Linked DNA regions of Mus musculus: region 1 is linked to region 2. Evidence: chromatin contacts called from public ChIA-PET data. All regions are on one chromosome and are shown on one strand. Each heading gives the region's core, a stretch centred on a gene start, on an enhancer-like site or on the middle of the called end of the contact. The rest is flanking DNA. Distances are from core to core; before and after follow the strand shown.

Region 1 (4,460 bases), core at 520-3,019, 420 kb before region 2:
AACAGTTTCACCCTGTGTTCACTTGGTGTCTGCCAGATCTAGTCTCTATTCAGGAGGCCATGGAATGAAAAGTTTGCTCTAAAAGTGTGTGTGTGTGTGTGTGTGTGTGTGTGTGTGTGTGTGTGTGTGAAATTGTCTGTCTTCCTAAAGATAGACAAGTTATTGCTTAAAAAAAAAAAAAACCCAGCCTACCTAATTAAAAATATAATACACACTAACTGTGAGGAATGTGAAAGAAGAAAAAAAAAAAATCACCCTCCCCTATGCAACCATAGGCCTTCCTGGTCATTTTATATTTATTTTTGTTTTATTTACATATATACCATTGGAAATATTCAGAAACAATATCTTGGAAGATGTTTTTAGATTTCTCTGTACTGTAGGAGAAAATTTCCCACATGGGTAATTTTTCTTCATGAGAGTTTTATGGCTGCATAAGACTCTCCTCTTACCCAGCAGCCCAGCCTGACTGTGGGCCATTTATGTTTATCGCAAACAGCACTCGGTATTAGTTACTTTTCTCAGAGTTGTGACCAAGTAGCCAGCCAGTGCAGCCTAGAGAAGGAAGGGTTTATCTTGGGTCGCATCCCAGAAGGGGAAGACATGATGGAGGGGTGGGGAGGAAGGGGAAGAGGGGGGACGTGGTGTCTGTAATCAGGAAAAAGACTTGAATGCCGGGCTCAGTTCACATGCTCCAGTTCATTGGTTCTGGGTTCCCAGCCAACAGAAAGGTGGTGCCCTCCTTTAACATGGACCCTCCTTTTCTCAAACCTCTCTGGAGACCTCTCCCGGACACACTCAAAGGTTTCTAGGTGATGGTGATTTCGTCAAGTTGTCAATGAGGACTGAGCATCACACACTGAAGAGAACACACGCATTCCAACACAACCCATCAGACTACCTTCTCAGGCTAGCTTCCTGGAAGTCTAGTTGAGCAAGGCCTCTGGCATATATTGTCTAGCTGCCCCCTGGAAACTTTCCGTTCACAGGAGGAAGGCAGCTGTGGTTCTCTGAGCTCTGCCTATCACCAACACTGCAGCAACTCTCCCTTTCAAAACTGATGGACTGTGCTGCGTCGTGGTGATTTAGAACACAACTAATTCCTCCACTAACCTCACAGTTTTCTGGGGGTGCTTTGGGCCTGGCCCGCCTCCAGTAGCGCTGTGAACCCGCAGTCTACAGATGAGCTCCCTAGAGCAGCTGCATTCCATTGCTGAGGGGAGAGCGACTCTGTGCCCTGCAGAGTCACCACCGGGTACATTCTAGAATGCTGGGCTTGGTTCACATCATTTCATTTTCTTCCTCTTCTTCTTTCTCGTGGTCTCCTGGGGTGAGAGAAATAGCATTCACGTTCTATAGCTTCTGTCAGCTGCATCTCCAGTGGAGAAAGAGCTTCAGGGAGGCGTCCTGAGGCAAGGCTGCTGCTGTCTCTCAGATTACTCCCACATGGCACTGGTCCCTGTTCATGTTTGCAGAATGAGTCTGCTCATTGCCCCATCATCATTTAGACTTGTTCTTAGGTTGTGGGGAAAGAGAATGGTGGGCAGCTAAGTTGTTTACTACAGAGACCTCTCTCTCCCCCTCTCCGTGTGTGTGTGTGTGTGTGTGTGTGTGTGTGTGTGTGTGTGTGTAGCTGCCGCATGCTACTTGTAGGGAGGGAGCTGCCCTAGGGATCTCTTTGAACCCAACAATGGAAATATCTGGATGGTTTGTTCTGGGTCTGTGTCCAGGGTGACTCCCAGAAGCTGGCTCCTGCTAGAGAAGAGGCGGCATGTGGTGAGAGGTTGGGCTGAGGCCTGGCATTACAGACAGACTATGTGCAAACCCCAAAGGAGCCTCGGGTTGCACAGAACTTCTTTTGCTACTGTGGTCCTGGGGCAGTGGTAGTGGGGGGATATAGACTCTCTTCCTGTTTAGCTGCTAGGTCTTCTCTGCTATGGCAGCCACCCCCCCCCTTTTTTTTTCTTTTTCTTTTTTTTCTTTCTTTCTTTTTTTTTTTTTTGCTGTGGTGATTTCTCCATCTGCTAAAGATGGAAGATTTCAGAGCTGGATTGTTTTCCCTGGACCAAATTTCTCTCTCTCTGCCCAGGAGGCCTCCCCTTGCCGCAGCCTGTTCCTCTCCATTGTGTGCAAAGCGCTGCTGGTTTCTGGGCTAGGGTGAAGCATGCATACAGCTGTGGGTTGGCTCCATTCCAGGCGAAGTCACCAGAGACAAAGCAGTGGCCTATGGCTCCTGCGGCCACCACGGAGGAACAAAAGGTTGAGGTCTCTGCCACCCACGAAGCCACATTAAGACTGCCTTCTGCAGGGACACTCAAGGCCAGTGAGGGCAAGAGCCTTCTGCCCCCATTCATCTTCCAGCTCGGTAAATGCAAGCTTCTGAGACTGGGGCCAGACAACACGTCTCAGGTTCTGCAAGTTCTCCAGAACTGCTTCAGTTTTTGACTTTGTGTGTGTGTGTGTGTGTGTGTGTGTGTGTGTGTGTGTGTGTGATATGCTGTGCAAAAATTCTTATACCATTTGTGCTGTGAAACTTACTGCTAGCCAAGGTTTCTGTATATGCATCCTTGGGGAACCTATGAAAAACTCCCTCTTTAAAAGGGCTGAATTTTACACAAGTGTGAGGAATATTCCACAGCGTTTCTAATGAGAACAACTCCCTTCACAGAGCTTTTCATCAGCAGCAAATGCTGTGCGGTGGCTCACTTCACTTCAATGGCACCAGAAGCTGGGCATCGCCATTGCCAGGACCATTTGGCAAAGTAGGGAAGAGAAGCTTAGAGGCCAAATGACTAACCAATGCCATGTGGGACAGTTATCCATGAGCAAAATGCCAATCTGAACCCAAAGCCTATGCATGCCCTTAGATTTATAAGAATTTCCCTTGAGAGGCTAGGCAGTGAAGAGACAAGAATTGAATGTGGTTATATAAATGAATGTCAATATATATCTATACAGGTATTGATATAGACATATAGACACATGTGTATATATTAGGCTATAGACCAGGAAGGGACTTCGCCTGCTCACACAGAATCAGCAAAGCCTGCCCGGAGGCTGTGAGTGGGGAGCACGCTTGTAACCACAGCACTGAGGACCTGAAGCGAGGGATCAGGAGCTCCAGGCCAGGCCAGGCTGTGTAACAAGACCCTGCTTCAGAAAAGACTAGACTGTGACAGTGGCCAGGGGAATGCATAAGCACAGGGGTGAGACCATCTTTAATGGTTTGGGTTTGCAGAGGTAAGAAAGAATTCCCTCCTAACGTGATATTTCATTGAGTTTCTAGTATGTTCTTGTATTGAGTGCTAGAGATACCAAGCAAAGGGTCTTATATTTCAAGAGCTCTTCCGGAGCAGGCTCACTAACCCATGAGACAAGCATAGAATGGGTGACCCTGCCTGAGGAGGCTCCTCTCCACCTGCGGCTGCAATGGCTGAAGAGCCAAACAAAAGGACAAGGTGTGCCCCGTTCAGACGAAGCAAGCGGACTGAGAAAGCTGTGGGCTCCTTAGCCCACCCGGAAGTGAGGGCTGGTTTCACTTTCTCAGGGCAGGGAGTGTTGCTTCATCATATGTCTATAAGAAAAAACTGAGCGGCAGGTCTAAACTCACGTCACAGACTTTTAAAGTTCTCCCTGAGAAATCTGTGCAACTTCTGGAATCCCATAGAAGGTGTTAAGAACAGGCGTTGTAGTTTTTAAAAGCTGAGTCTGGCATCTGGTGGTGGGTCAGAGGGCCCAGGGAGCTGGAGAATGGTTACTGCATGGACAGGGATGAGAATGGGAGGGCTCAGCTAAGAGTCTCCTGGCTTGAGCCAGGTCACACCGCTTAGGATGTGGAAAGCAGTGTGATTCCTGAACCCAGGAGAAATCGCACAATTATATATCAGTGGGGATAAATCTTCACCTTCGGTGTTGGACAGTGGTCTTACGCTGGAGAGAAGAGCAGGGTAAGGACTCTCTCCCTCCACTGCCAGCACTCCCAATCAGAATGGAGGGAGGAGTCTGAAGGGGCGGGACTCAGAAGGCCCCACCCACCCAGGCTCAGGCTTCTGCAGGTGCAGATCACAGGGGTGAAGCTTTGCTCCTCTCACGGTGAACTCCACTACTAGGCCCAAGGCCTTACAAGAAATGCCAAACCAATAAAAACTGATTGCTGGGGAAGAACACCAGTGTATGAAGATCACAAACAAAAGGCATAAATTGGGATAGCGCAACCAAGTCATCAAAAAGCTAGTTGGCTGAGGGTGGGGACCATGCAGAGCCATGCCCCATCTGAAAGGCAGCTGCCGCTGGTGGCTTGCCAATTCTCCCCACCAGGGAATGTGGGCTCACAGTTGCCTTATTTCCCCAAATATTTTTAAAGCCATAGATCTGATTTTGTGTGTGTGTGAAATCTTCTGACTTCTAAATATTGGCAAAAAAAAAAAAAAAACCTTACAAAATACAGTGGGGTCCAAACA
Region 2 (4,401 bases), core at 225-2,724:
AACGTAGCCAAAAAGACATATTATCCACCAATGTCAGGTCCCCAGGAAGGACCAGCCACAAGCATTTCTCATCCTATCTGTGTTTGAATTTAAACTCCAAAGCTAAGACAGTGTAGCCAGATCTGGAGCTTCCTTCTTTCCCCAATCCCAGTGCAAAGATTTTGCCCCATGCACTGCAGACCAAAAGATGCTGAGGCAGTTCACTTGTAGGACAAAGAATTCGTTCTATGAAAGTGGATTCAATGAAGCCAATAGCTATGGTTTCCTCTACTCAACATCTTGCTCATGTCATCAAGAATTAAGACATGGCCGGGCGGTGGTGGCACATGCCTTTAATCCCAGCACTTGGGAGGCAGAGGCAGGCGGATTTCTGACTTTGAGGCCAGCCTGGTCTACAAGTGAGTTCCAGGACAGCCAGGGCTTACACAGAGAAACGCTGTCTCAAAAAACAAAACAAAAAAGAATTAAAACATGTTCCCATCTAGCACTCCAAAGCATAGGCTCAAGAATCTGCTCAGATGCTGAGATGACTCAGTGGGTAAAGCATTTGCTGCACAAATGTGAGAAGCTGTATTAGAATCCTCCAGAGCACATGGTAAGACAGGTATGTAATATAATCACAGTGCTACTACATCAAGACAGAAGGCAAAGCCAAGAATCCCTGCAAGTCCAGCTAAGCCATACTCAGTGGCAAAACAAAGAAACTGTCACAAAAAGGTGGAAGGCAAACACAGATATCCAAGGTTATCCTATCTTTGTCCTCTAACACTCATACAAACACAATGGGGCCTGTGAGAGAGAGAGAGAGACAGAGAGAGACAGAGACAGAGAGAGAGACAGAGAGAGAGAGAGAGAAAGAGAGAGAGAGAGAGAGAGAGAGAGAGAGAGAGAGAGAACATGGATGTGTATGTGCAGGCACACACAGGTGGAGGCTATGAATCTGCTCAGGGAAAAGGAGGCCATAAGAACAAAAAACTAAAGCCAGGCAGTGGTGGTGCACACCTTTAATCCCAGCACTTGGGAGGCAGAGACAGGTGGATTTCTGAGTTTGAGTCCAGCCTGGTCTACATAGTTAATTCCAGGACAGAGAAGCCCTGTCTCAAAAAAAACAAAACAAACAAACAAACAAACCTACCAAGCTCTTCACCCTAAAACTGATTTGATTTGGAACAGAAAGAAAGACAAGCCTAAGAGCACTCTTTTAAAAACAGGAAATTTTAGTGGCAAACAGTTAAAAAGAAGATGGCAATACCACAGAACAAATGAAACCAGAACTGACAAGACAGCCCACTAAGAACATTCTCCTTCTAGGTTAGAACAAATCTCTAAGATGAACCTCAAACCTGTGGCTCAGGCACTGGGAGTGGGAGATGGGGTAGGACACACCAACGGACGGGACACAAGGACTGTCAGATGGGAACAACTAGCTACAACAGTGCCCCTAGCATGTGCGCGCGCCCGCGCACACACACACACACACACACACACACACACAAACCAGTTACCATAGCCTAACTGCTAGCTGTGACAACAGACAGAACACTTAACAGAAATCAGTCATCCCAAACCTGCTAAAACAATTACTCTCTCATGAAAATCACAAAGGCCAATGCCTTCTAAAAGTAGACGTCAGGTTTCACAATCCAGAATATACACTTTGCTAAAATGATTCCCTTAAATTACTAGGCAAAAATCAGCAAATAACAACTGAGAGTGCTAGAAGTGATAAGAATCAGCATCAGAATTGGGTAGTACGGATAGGAATGTAACTCAGGTGTTAGGCACTTGCCTACTATGCAGATAGTATGCATGATCTTCATGCTGAGCTTGGTCCCTAGCACCTCAGAAAGTGAGCTATGAACACACACCTGCTGTAATCCCAGTATTTAAGAGGTGAGGTGGGGCTAGCAGTGGTTAAGAGCACCGACTGCTCTTCCGAAGGTCCTGAGTTCAAATCCCAGCAACCACATGGTGGCTCACAACCACCCGTAATGAGATCTGACGCCCTCTTCTGGTGCATCTGAAGACAGCTACAGTGTACTCATATATAATAAAATAAACAAATCTTTAAAAAAAAAAAAAAAAAAAGAGGTGAGGTAGGGTTATCAAAAGTTCAAAGTCGGGGCTGGTGAGATGGCTCAGTGGGTAAGAGCACCCGACTGCTCTTCCGAAGGTCCGAAGTTCAAATCCCAGCAACCACATGGTGGCTCACAACCATCCGTAACGAGATCTGACGCCCTCTTCTGGAGTGTCTGAGGACAGCTACAGTGTACTTACATATAATAAATAAATAAATAAATCTTTAAAAAAAAAAAAGTTCAAAGTCTTTCTTGGCTACATACCAAGTTGGAGGGAGCTGGGACATGAGATTCTTGTCTCAAAAATAAATAAATTAGCTGTCTCTCTAGTAACCCTGTAGAGGATTTTTATAATAAACTGTATAGTATGTGATTTCTCTAGGGTGCAAACATACCAATTAGTAAATAAATAAATAAATGCAGGTAGTAATGTTGGAAGATGAACATATGATACATGAGAAATAAGATAAACCAAAAAGACAAGTATAAACCCAATCCTACCAATAATAGCATTAAGTATGAATGGCTTAAAGAATCCAACCAAAAAGCAGGCATTGTTACTGGGTCATAACTCAGTGGAACAACACAAACACAGCCCTCAATTCAAGTCTCAGAAACAAACAAACAAAATAAAAACAAGAACAAGATCTAACTATTCCTGGTGTAAATAAAAGTCAGTTTACACTCAAATACATACACTCAAAATAGAAGAGTGGGGAAAGATGTCATCATACAGAAAGTGAGGGGTGTGACACATGCCTAGTAGCTCAGTTGTTAAGAGCTGGCTGACCTGAAGGACCTAGGTTTGAGTCCCAGCACCTACATGGCAGCTCACAACTCTCCATAACTGGAGAGGCTATATGAGATAGAAATAATAATGACCCTCTAAAGATGTTCTCAGAATCTGTTTCAAAGCAAAAAAAATCAATACATTAGTTTTAATTGTACTTGCTGCAGTAGGGGGGGGGTGTAGCTCATGGGTTTTAATTAAACTTGATGCCAATTTGTCCACTATTATTTTCATTATTTGGCCTCTATTGCCTGTATGAGCTACATAAAATTTGACATCTTTGCTAAGTTTTGCTAGGTTTTACGATTCCCATTCATGCCTCCCATGACCAGATATCTCTGCCATTAATCTGCCACTTAGTGGTTTTCCATTTTGATGACCATATCTATATCATGAATTGGAGAAGGTATTTTCCTTTTGCTTTCCTAGTCGTCTGTCTGATATTGTGGTTCTTTCCTCAGTACTGGCCATTCCATCCTCCAGTCTGCAGCTTCCCATTACTTTTGGCTTTTGGCTTTTGGTTTTTTTTTTTTTTTTTTTTTTTTTTTTTTTTTTTTTGGAATTTTTCAGTGGTTGATGAACTATCAGTAAACCATTCAATAACCAAATGTTGTGACCATTCTGTCCATCTGTCCTCACAGTTCAATAGGTACCTCTTTTAGGGGAGGGGTGAGTGGTTTGGGGATGGGGATTATAGGCAAGTGAGCTATTTCCTCAGTGCAGGAAGGCTACAACTTCCTAGTCACAGTCTATAGGTATCAGTTTCACTGTAATACCTTTCCTTCCATGGCTAAGTCTGGGAAGGACTTTGCCTTCAAACAAATCCAATCCATCACTATAAAGGGTGCCCTTATGACCACAGGGTGGCTGGCAATGACTGAGTATAAGATTCTCCATGCCTTGTAAAATGTCCAGATTTGTCTCTCAGAGAGAGAATATTTACTCTCCATATATGAGAAGTGTTTGTGATAAAAGCCAACAGGCAAATGTCAGTGGACTAGTTTTTGCTTTATGAAGAGTCCCTAGTTGCCAACTCACCAATAAATACGGCATCCATAACTAGGCTATCATTTGGTTCAATATTGATCAGACTTGTATGCATGGAGATGAGCTTACTGGCAGCTAAAAAAGCTGTTCTCTGTTCCTGTCCCCACTGGAAATTAGCTGTCTCTCTAGTAACCCTGTAGAGGATTTTTATAATAAACTGTATAGTATGTGATTTCTCTAGGGTGCAAACATACCAATTAGGAGCTGTATCTGAGTTTTGTCCCTGGGTAGTGGGATTAAAGGTGTGTGCCATCACTTTATTCATGGTAGCTCTAGAATTTAGAAAACAATTTATACAGATTCACTGGGATTAAAGGCATGGGCCCCCGGCACCCTGCTTAAATGTTTTATCTTAGCTCCAAATCACTCCAACTCTTAGAGATTTAGAAAACAAGTTTGAACTGCAATAACCCTTTGAGTTTACTTAAAACAATTTAAGTCTCTTAACTGTGTCTTTAAAAGAACAAAGAACAAAAATATCCTTTT

Evidence for each region. ChIA-PET counts read pairs in DNA pulled down with a chosen protein or histone mark.
Region 1: a contact with region 2 is called in an RNA polymerase II ChIA-PET map of memory CD8 T cells, with 5 read pairs. The contact joins two enhancer-like sites. A contact is called at or near these places in 1 of 115 datasets of contacts at active chromatin or transcription factors (memory CD8 T cells) and 1 of 9 other capture datasets (adipose tissue).

What each region holds. Positions count from the first base shown.
Region 1 is chr3:103,714,245-103,718,704 of GRCm38.p6, reverse strand. No RefSeq gene overlaps it. Among named protein-coding and RNA genes, the nearest start is that of Olfml3, 22 kb to the left of the region's middle. Within about 2 kb of position 1,769, at least 97 of the 459 cell types and tissues checked have an H3K27ac peak or open chromatin away from gene starts, as enhancers often do. A contact at or near this core is called in memory CD8 T cells, where this site is marked.
Region 2 is chr3:103,295,329-103,299,729 of GRCm38.p6, reverse strand. All of the region lies in intron 1 of Trim33 (tripartite motif-containing 33), which reads right to left. Among named protein-coding and RNA genes, the nearest start is that of Trim33, 18 kb to the right of the region's middle. Within about 2 kb of position 1,474, at least 15 of the 459 cell types and tissues checked have an H3K27ac peak or open chromatin away from gene starts, as enhancers often do. A contact at or near this core is called in memory CD8 T cells, where this site is marked.